Regions from separate parts of the Ovis aries genome. Here region 2 is linked to region 1. The links are chromatin contacts, called in public Hi-C maps. All regions are on one chromosome and are shown on one strand. Each heading gives the region's core, a stretch centred on a gene start, on an enhancer-like site or on the middle of the called end of the contact. The rest is flanking DNA. Distances are from core to core; before and after follow the strand shown.

Region 1 (3,112 bases), core at 330-2,829:
GGCTGCAGCCACCATCTGCAGTGATTTGGGAGCCCAAAAAAATAAAGTCTGACACTGTTTCCACTGTTTCCCCATCTATTTCCCATGAAGTGATGGGACTAGATGCCATGATCTTCGTTTTCTGAATGTTGAGCTTTAAGCCAACTTTTTCACTTTCCTCTTTCACTTTCATCAAGAGGCTTTTTATTCCTCTTCGTTTCCTGCCATAAGGGTGGTGTCATCTGCATATCTGAGGTTATTGATATTTCTCCCGGCAATCTTGATTCCAGCTTGTGTTTCTTCCAGTCCTTTGTAGTGATCTCTAACCAACGACCTTACTCAAGGTCTGCGTTCAACCAAAACCTCCCCTCAGGTACACGCACTGTATATTATTACAGAAGGTGACTGTTGTATTTCTCTTCTTCAAGGTCGAGCTGATAAATTAAGTTCAGTAGAAACCAAAGCCTTGTAGTAAATCCCTACAAACCCCATTAAGTTTCATACCGAGAGACACCCATCCACAATAGCCACTAATCATAATAGAGAATTACATCGTCGCATAGAGTTCCATCCGGGGCGAGGATGATTTCCTCTTATTTAAGTTCTCAAAAAGAAGGGCATCTTCCGATGAGTAGCACCATTTCTCCTTCTCTTCGTAGACTGTGAAGCGGATCTCACGGTCGCCCCCTTAGCCGTACCGGCAAACCACAATTAACATTTCCTAAAATATTAACATTGTCAGACTTTATTTTGGGGGGCTTCAAAATCACTGCAGATGGTGACTGCAGCCATGAAATTAAAAGACGCTTACTCCTTGGAAGAAAATTATGAACAACCTAGATAACATATTGAAAAGCAGAAACATTACTTTGCCAACAAAGGTCCATCTAGTCAAGGCTATGGTTTTTCCAGTGGTCACGTATGGATGTGAGAGTTAGCCTGTGAAGAAAGCTGAGAATTCATGCTTTTGAACTGTGGTGTTGGAGAAGACTCTTGAGAGTCCCTTGGACTGCAAGGAGATCCAACCAGTCCATTCTGAAGATCAACCCTGGGATTTCTTTGGAAGGAATGATGCTAAAGCTGAAACTCCAGTACTTTGGCCACCTCATGTGAAGAGTTGACTCATTGGAAAAGATGCTGGGAGGTATTGGGGGCAGGAGGAGAAGGGGATGACAGAGGATGAGATGGCTGGATGGCATCACTGATTCGATGGACGTGAGTCTGAGTGAACTCCGGGAGTTGGTGATGGACAGGAAGGCCTGGCGTGCTCCGATTCATGGGGTCGCAAAGAGTCGGACACGACTGAGTGCCTGAACTGAACTGAACCGAAGAATATTAAAGGGACCAAGCCAAGACTACAATTCCCGTCATGCATCGCGAAGGCGCCACCGACGCCATTTAGCGATTAGTCATTCTTCCCTACGCCTCTTCCTATTTCCGAGACTGCAGCGCCTTGCGGCCTCGCGTGCGCGCGCACACTCCGACTTGCCAACGAGACAAGGCACAGGGGCGTGGCGCTTACGCTGACGTGTAGCGTCACGTGTCTCGGGGTGCGCCTCGCCTGCGCGTTCAATGGGCCGCTGACGGGCTTGCGCTCCTGTGCGGAGCCGGAGGCGGGGTGCGGACCGGCTGGGGCTGCGGGGCCCCCGGAGCTAGGCGACGGAGAGGGCGGGGCCAACTCCGGGACCGCGGCGACAACACACCGAGCGAGCGCCTCGGCCCGAGGGCAGCGATGCTGTGGTTCCAGGGCGCCATTCCGGCCGCCATCGCGTCGGCCAAGAGGAGCGGCGCGGTCTTCGTGGTGTTCGTGGCAGGTGAAGGAGGCGAGGGCCCGAGATGTGGCACGGACACCCCCTCCGGCCTACCTCCAACCCCAGGGGCCCCCAGCCTTTCCTCCGGGCCCCGAGAGGCCCGGCTGCCAGTCCCTGGCGTCTCAGCGCCTGCCCCGTCCGTTTGGAGTACACCTGGCCTGACCCCCACCGCTCGCTTTTCCCGGCCCCCCTGCGGGAGGCACGGTCCCGTCCTCGCCCCCAAAGCGCGCCGAGCCCCGCTGTCTCCCCGGTGCGGGGCGAGGGGACGGGTCGAGCAGGCCCTAGCCGCCCTGCTCGCGGTCGAGCCTGACTCCGCTCCGCCTGCGGAGTTGGACCGGCAGACCCCACCGTCGCCTCCTGGCGCCCCAGACGGAGTGCTCCACTTGGAGAGACCCACTTGGAGAGACTTTAACTCCCGTATAGTTAGTCTGTAGGTGAGGCGAGAGACGGGCCCTAAGACAGGCAGTTTTGCTTGTAATTAGTTGTGGACTTTCAGGAAGAAAGCTGTGTCATCGGTAATCAACAAAGAGAAACCACCTGATGTTTCACTGTTACTGGCTTTCGTGTTTTCCTGAAACGTAAACCTTTGAGGTCTATATAAATCGGATTTTTTTTTAATGCCATCGGAGTGAAGGATCTCATATGCAATAATTTGCAAGTGGAGTGTCTTTTAACCGTTTATTTAGAAGTAGACACACAAACATTGATTCTTTTTATTGTCTTCCTAGTATCATAGATACAGTTTTAGAATGTGTACTAACTCATCTATTCTGTGTTGCTCTGGGTTAGTTTGCTCCGTATTTTATTAGTGCAGTCTTCTAGATCTGCAGTACACTTGTGCCTCTGTGACGTTTTGCTGATCCTCATTACCTGAACCGAATTAGTATTTGCGACTACTGTTAATTTGAGGTGCATTATTTCAACTATTTGTGTTTAATAACGGTTTGTTCATTATTAACTATGGCTTGGAAGGCTCGGTAATAACCCGTAACTTTATGCACTGTAGTGAAAAGCAAGTTGCTGAAATATGAGTTTCACAACATTAAATTTGAAATTTTGAATTGTTTTAAATTATGGTAAAATTTTAACTCATTGCTGTTAATTAGAAGAGGTGGAGTAGTTCAGATTCTTTTATGCTGTTTTTTTAGAGTTATATTTCACATAATAAGTAACTGCTGTAAACCTATAAGAAAATAAGTGGATTAAAAAGAAAAGAAAGGGCTTCCCAGGTGGCTCAGTGGTAGAGAACCTGCCTGCCAATGCAGGAGACACAAGTTCAGTCCCTGATAGTGGAAGATCCCACATGCCCCGGAGCAGTTAAG
Region 2 (3,191 bases), core at 114-2,613, 750 kb before region 1:
TCACCATTAAGTATGATGCTAGCTCTAAGGCTGTATCAACTTGACTAAGTTGCAAAAGTTCTCTTACATTCCTAGTTTGTTAGAGCTTTTATCACGAATGAGCGTTCAAGGTACACACTTTTTAAGTGTTGCTTTCAGTCAATCTGCCCTGGAACTTCTAAGCAAGGTAGGTAAGAAAGTAAGTTATTTAGACAACCGTTCACGCCAGGTGACTACCAAAATACCTCAATACTATGTGTGACAGGGGGCCGGCAAAGCCAAGATAGATCAGTACACTGAGCATCGGAGCCCCAAAACGATGACAAAAGCCTGGAGATTTAATCAAGAACTCAATGAAAGTACCAGTTGCCTTTAGAAGTATGTCTTCCCGTGCTCTAATCTTTGGCAAATAGGAGCCTCGTGGGGTTACCGTTCAAGAGGTCGCCAAAGTCGGACAGGACTTAACAACAAAAATTTAAAACTTAGAAAATTATTCACACACAGTAGGCTTTGGGTCAAAGCCAGAGACGCACCCACTCCCAGGGTGGAGCTCTGCGGAATTTTCTTGCAGGGACAGGAGAAAGGGTTAATGAATAGTGTTACCATATTTAACACTGATAACTTTTTTCCTCAGCTGTTTTTACAACATCTGCTTCTCTTCAAACTTCTCTTTAAAATCACAGATTTTAAAAAACCACTACCGAAACGGACTGGAAACCTAGTTTGGAAATCAAGATACTCTGATTGCTAACTGGATAACCTTTGGCAGGCAATTAAACCCTCAGCCTGCGTAGTCGTGGAATTCAAACAAGATAATGTAGAGGAAAAGCACTGAAGTGCAGCACAAACGTGGAGCGTCATTTCTTCTGCACCCTTTCTCAGGTAGGTCCCTGCCAGAGCCACCCGTTGAGCTAAGGCTGTCCACCTACCACTTGAAAGTAGGGAGCCTACGATATTGCGCAGACCGATGCTGTGAAAAATAGAGGATGTGCCGAACGACTGCGACACAGAAAGGTTTTGTGGGTTTTTTTTAAGCGCTGCCAGACTCCAGATTCCAGCATCGCCGGGATTTGAGAGTTCACGCCCAGGACACAGGGCGCAGCCGCGTGCCCGCCTCTCCCGTCACCCGACCCGAAACCAGTCTCTCCCTTCCTCTCCACCACGCCCTTAGCCCAGCCAATCCTAGACCCGGCATGCACTGCGCCGACCTTTTCCTTCCAGCCGACCCCCACCTCTGGGCGCCTCCAAATGACAAGGGGCGCGGAGCATTGTGGTCCCGTGCGCGAGAGCGAGGATGGAGGCAGGAAAGAGAAAGCAAAAGGCTGGACGAGCCGATAGAGCGGTCCCCGCGCACGCGCACGCACGGCGACGGAGGTGAAAAGAGGCGGTGCCTGGTCTACGGCGAGCGGAGTGGGGCGGGGTCGCGCGGCCTTGGCGGGGAGTCCGCGAGCCCGGAGGGGCGGGGGGTGGGTGAGGGAGCGGGCGGAGGAGGAAGTGTCATGGCGTCGGGCCGTGGAGCTTCTTCTCGCTGGTTCTTTACTCGGGAACAGCTGGAGAACACGCCGAGCCGTCGCTGCGGAGTGGAGGCGGATAAAGAGCTCTCGTACCGCCAGCAGGCGGCCAACCTCATCCAGGAAATGGGACAGCGTCTCAATGTGTATCCTTTCTTATTCTTGGCCTTCCGCCGCTCACGCCCTGTCCCTCTCACTACTCGCCCGGTCGCCGGGCCTGGTGCCGCGCGAACATGGCGCCGTCGCCTCGGCCTTTGCTGGGCCTCGGCCGTGCCGTAAGGGAAGGCAGGTTCGGGTTCGGAAGGCCGCGAGCGACCGGCGGAGAGGTGGAGGAGGAGGGGAGACCGGGAATGCGGGCCGGGAGGCTGCGTTGTGTAATCTGTTTGGGGCCGCGCGTGGTGGCGGCGGGGGATGGGAGTGCCGCCCAGACGAGAGGGGACTTTTAGGGATTATGGCAGAAAAAAGGCGGTTGCTTCGACTTCTCGTCCGAGAAGGGCTTGCGAACTAGCTCTCAGCAAATTTGATGGCGGTTTTCTCGTACCTGGGGAGCGCACGGGAGGTCTTTATATTGACAAGGTTTTGTATGGGTGTGCGCTCGCCTGTTTTAACTCTGATTTGGGGTTTAGTCAGCCATAGCCATTGATCAATCCTTCCTGGGCTCGCTTAATTTCAATATTAGAGCGAAATGCTCGGCATTTGTTGTTACTGTTAGTATTACCATTTCGGTCTGGAGCCTTTTATAACCGCCAGCCCCCACCCCACCATCCTGTGGGTATTTATTTATTTACTTATTATTACAGTTTGGGGATTGGTTTTGAGTGAACGGGTGGCGTTGGAAAAGGACCGTAGATCGGATATTTTCCTTCAAAATTGTTTTGGAAAGAGATCTTGTTTTTCTCCAGTATTTCCTAAATGTTACGTTCCAGCTCTCAGCTTACAATAAACACTGCGATTGTTTATATGCACAGGTTTTACATGCACCATTCTTTCACCAAATTCAGTAGATACGTAAGTACTATTTTATTGCACTATTTTATTGTTTGTTTTTGCTGCAACCAAATTTTAAGGTACAATCGATACGTAGAAAGGAGTTGGTCGTGGATTTTACTACCGTATTTAGTGTTCCAAGTTAACAGTGAAGGTGAATGGCTTGATGAACATTTTGCTTCAAATGCGCGGTTTCTGGTTCGTTGGTTTGTTAGTTTTTTAATTTGGGATGACAAGCTGCCAGGCTCTGTGTCAGGCTCTGCCGGCTCTTTTGAGCTGAGAGATAAATCAGAAGCATTTATTTTCTCAAAGAGTGTTTATTACATTTGTATGAATTTAAGTTTTATGTTCCACGTTTAAACAATTTCAGGTAGTAATGTACAATGTGATGGGGAGACGCGGTCATCTGGACGCATATTGTTTCAAATAGTGGGAATTGGGCTTAGTGTAATTGCAGCGTTGTTTTGTAAGAATCCTTTGAGAGAACTATTTTGCTTTTTAGAAAAAGTATTTCGTTTGTTAACACAATTTAAGTTTTCAAACGTTATTTATCATAGTTTAGCATTAGTTGTCTACTTAAATTTTTGGTGATTTGAATTGTATCTTGCTTCAGACAAAACTATGTCGTGTGTGTGTATAATTAGTTTGAAGTGCATCTTACCTTGCAATACTAAGGTACTGATTTGGAACATATGCTGTAAATCTGTGTGTCAC

Evidence for each region. A called contact is a pair of places that touch in the nucleus more often than the background predicts.
Region 2: a Hi-C map of liver shows a contact between it and region 1, with 2.5 times the contacts expected there. The contact joins the promoter of LOC132659133 here to the promoter of UBXN4 in region 1. A contact is called at or near these places in 2 of 16 Hi-C or Micro-C datasets (blood and liver).

Annotation. Positions count from the first base shown.
Region 1 is chr2:175,085,257-175,088,368 of ARS-UI_Ramb_v3.0, reverse strand. It overlaps UBXN4 (UBX domain protein 4), which reads left to right and starts at 1,579. Exons shown (of 12, transcript XM_060410068.1): 1 at 1,579-1,793. The coding sequence starts at 1,712.
Region 2 is chr2:175,835,347-175,838,537 of ARS-UI_Ramb_v3.0, reverse strand. It overlaps LOC132659133 (craniofacial development protein 2-like), which reads right to left and starts at 1,363. Exons shown (of 3, transcript XM_060408828.1): 1 at 1,212-1,363. It overlaps CCNT2 (cyclin T2), which reads left to right and starts at 1,452. Exons shown (of 10, transcript XM_012139105.5): 1 at 1,452-1,636; 2 at 2,417-2,498. The coding sequence starts at 1,479.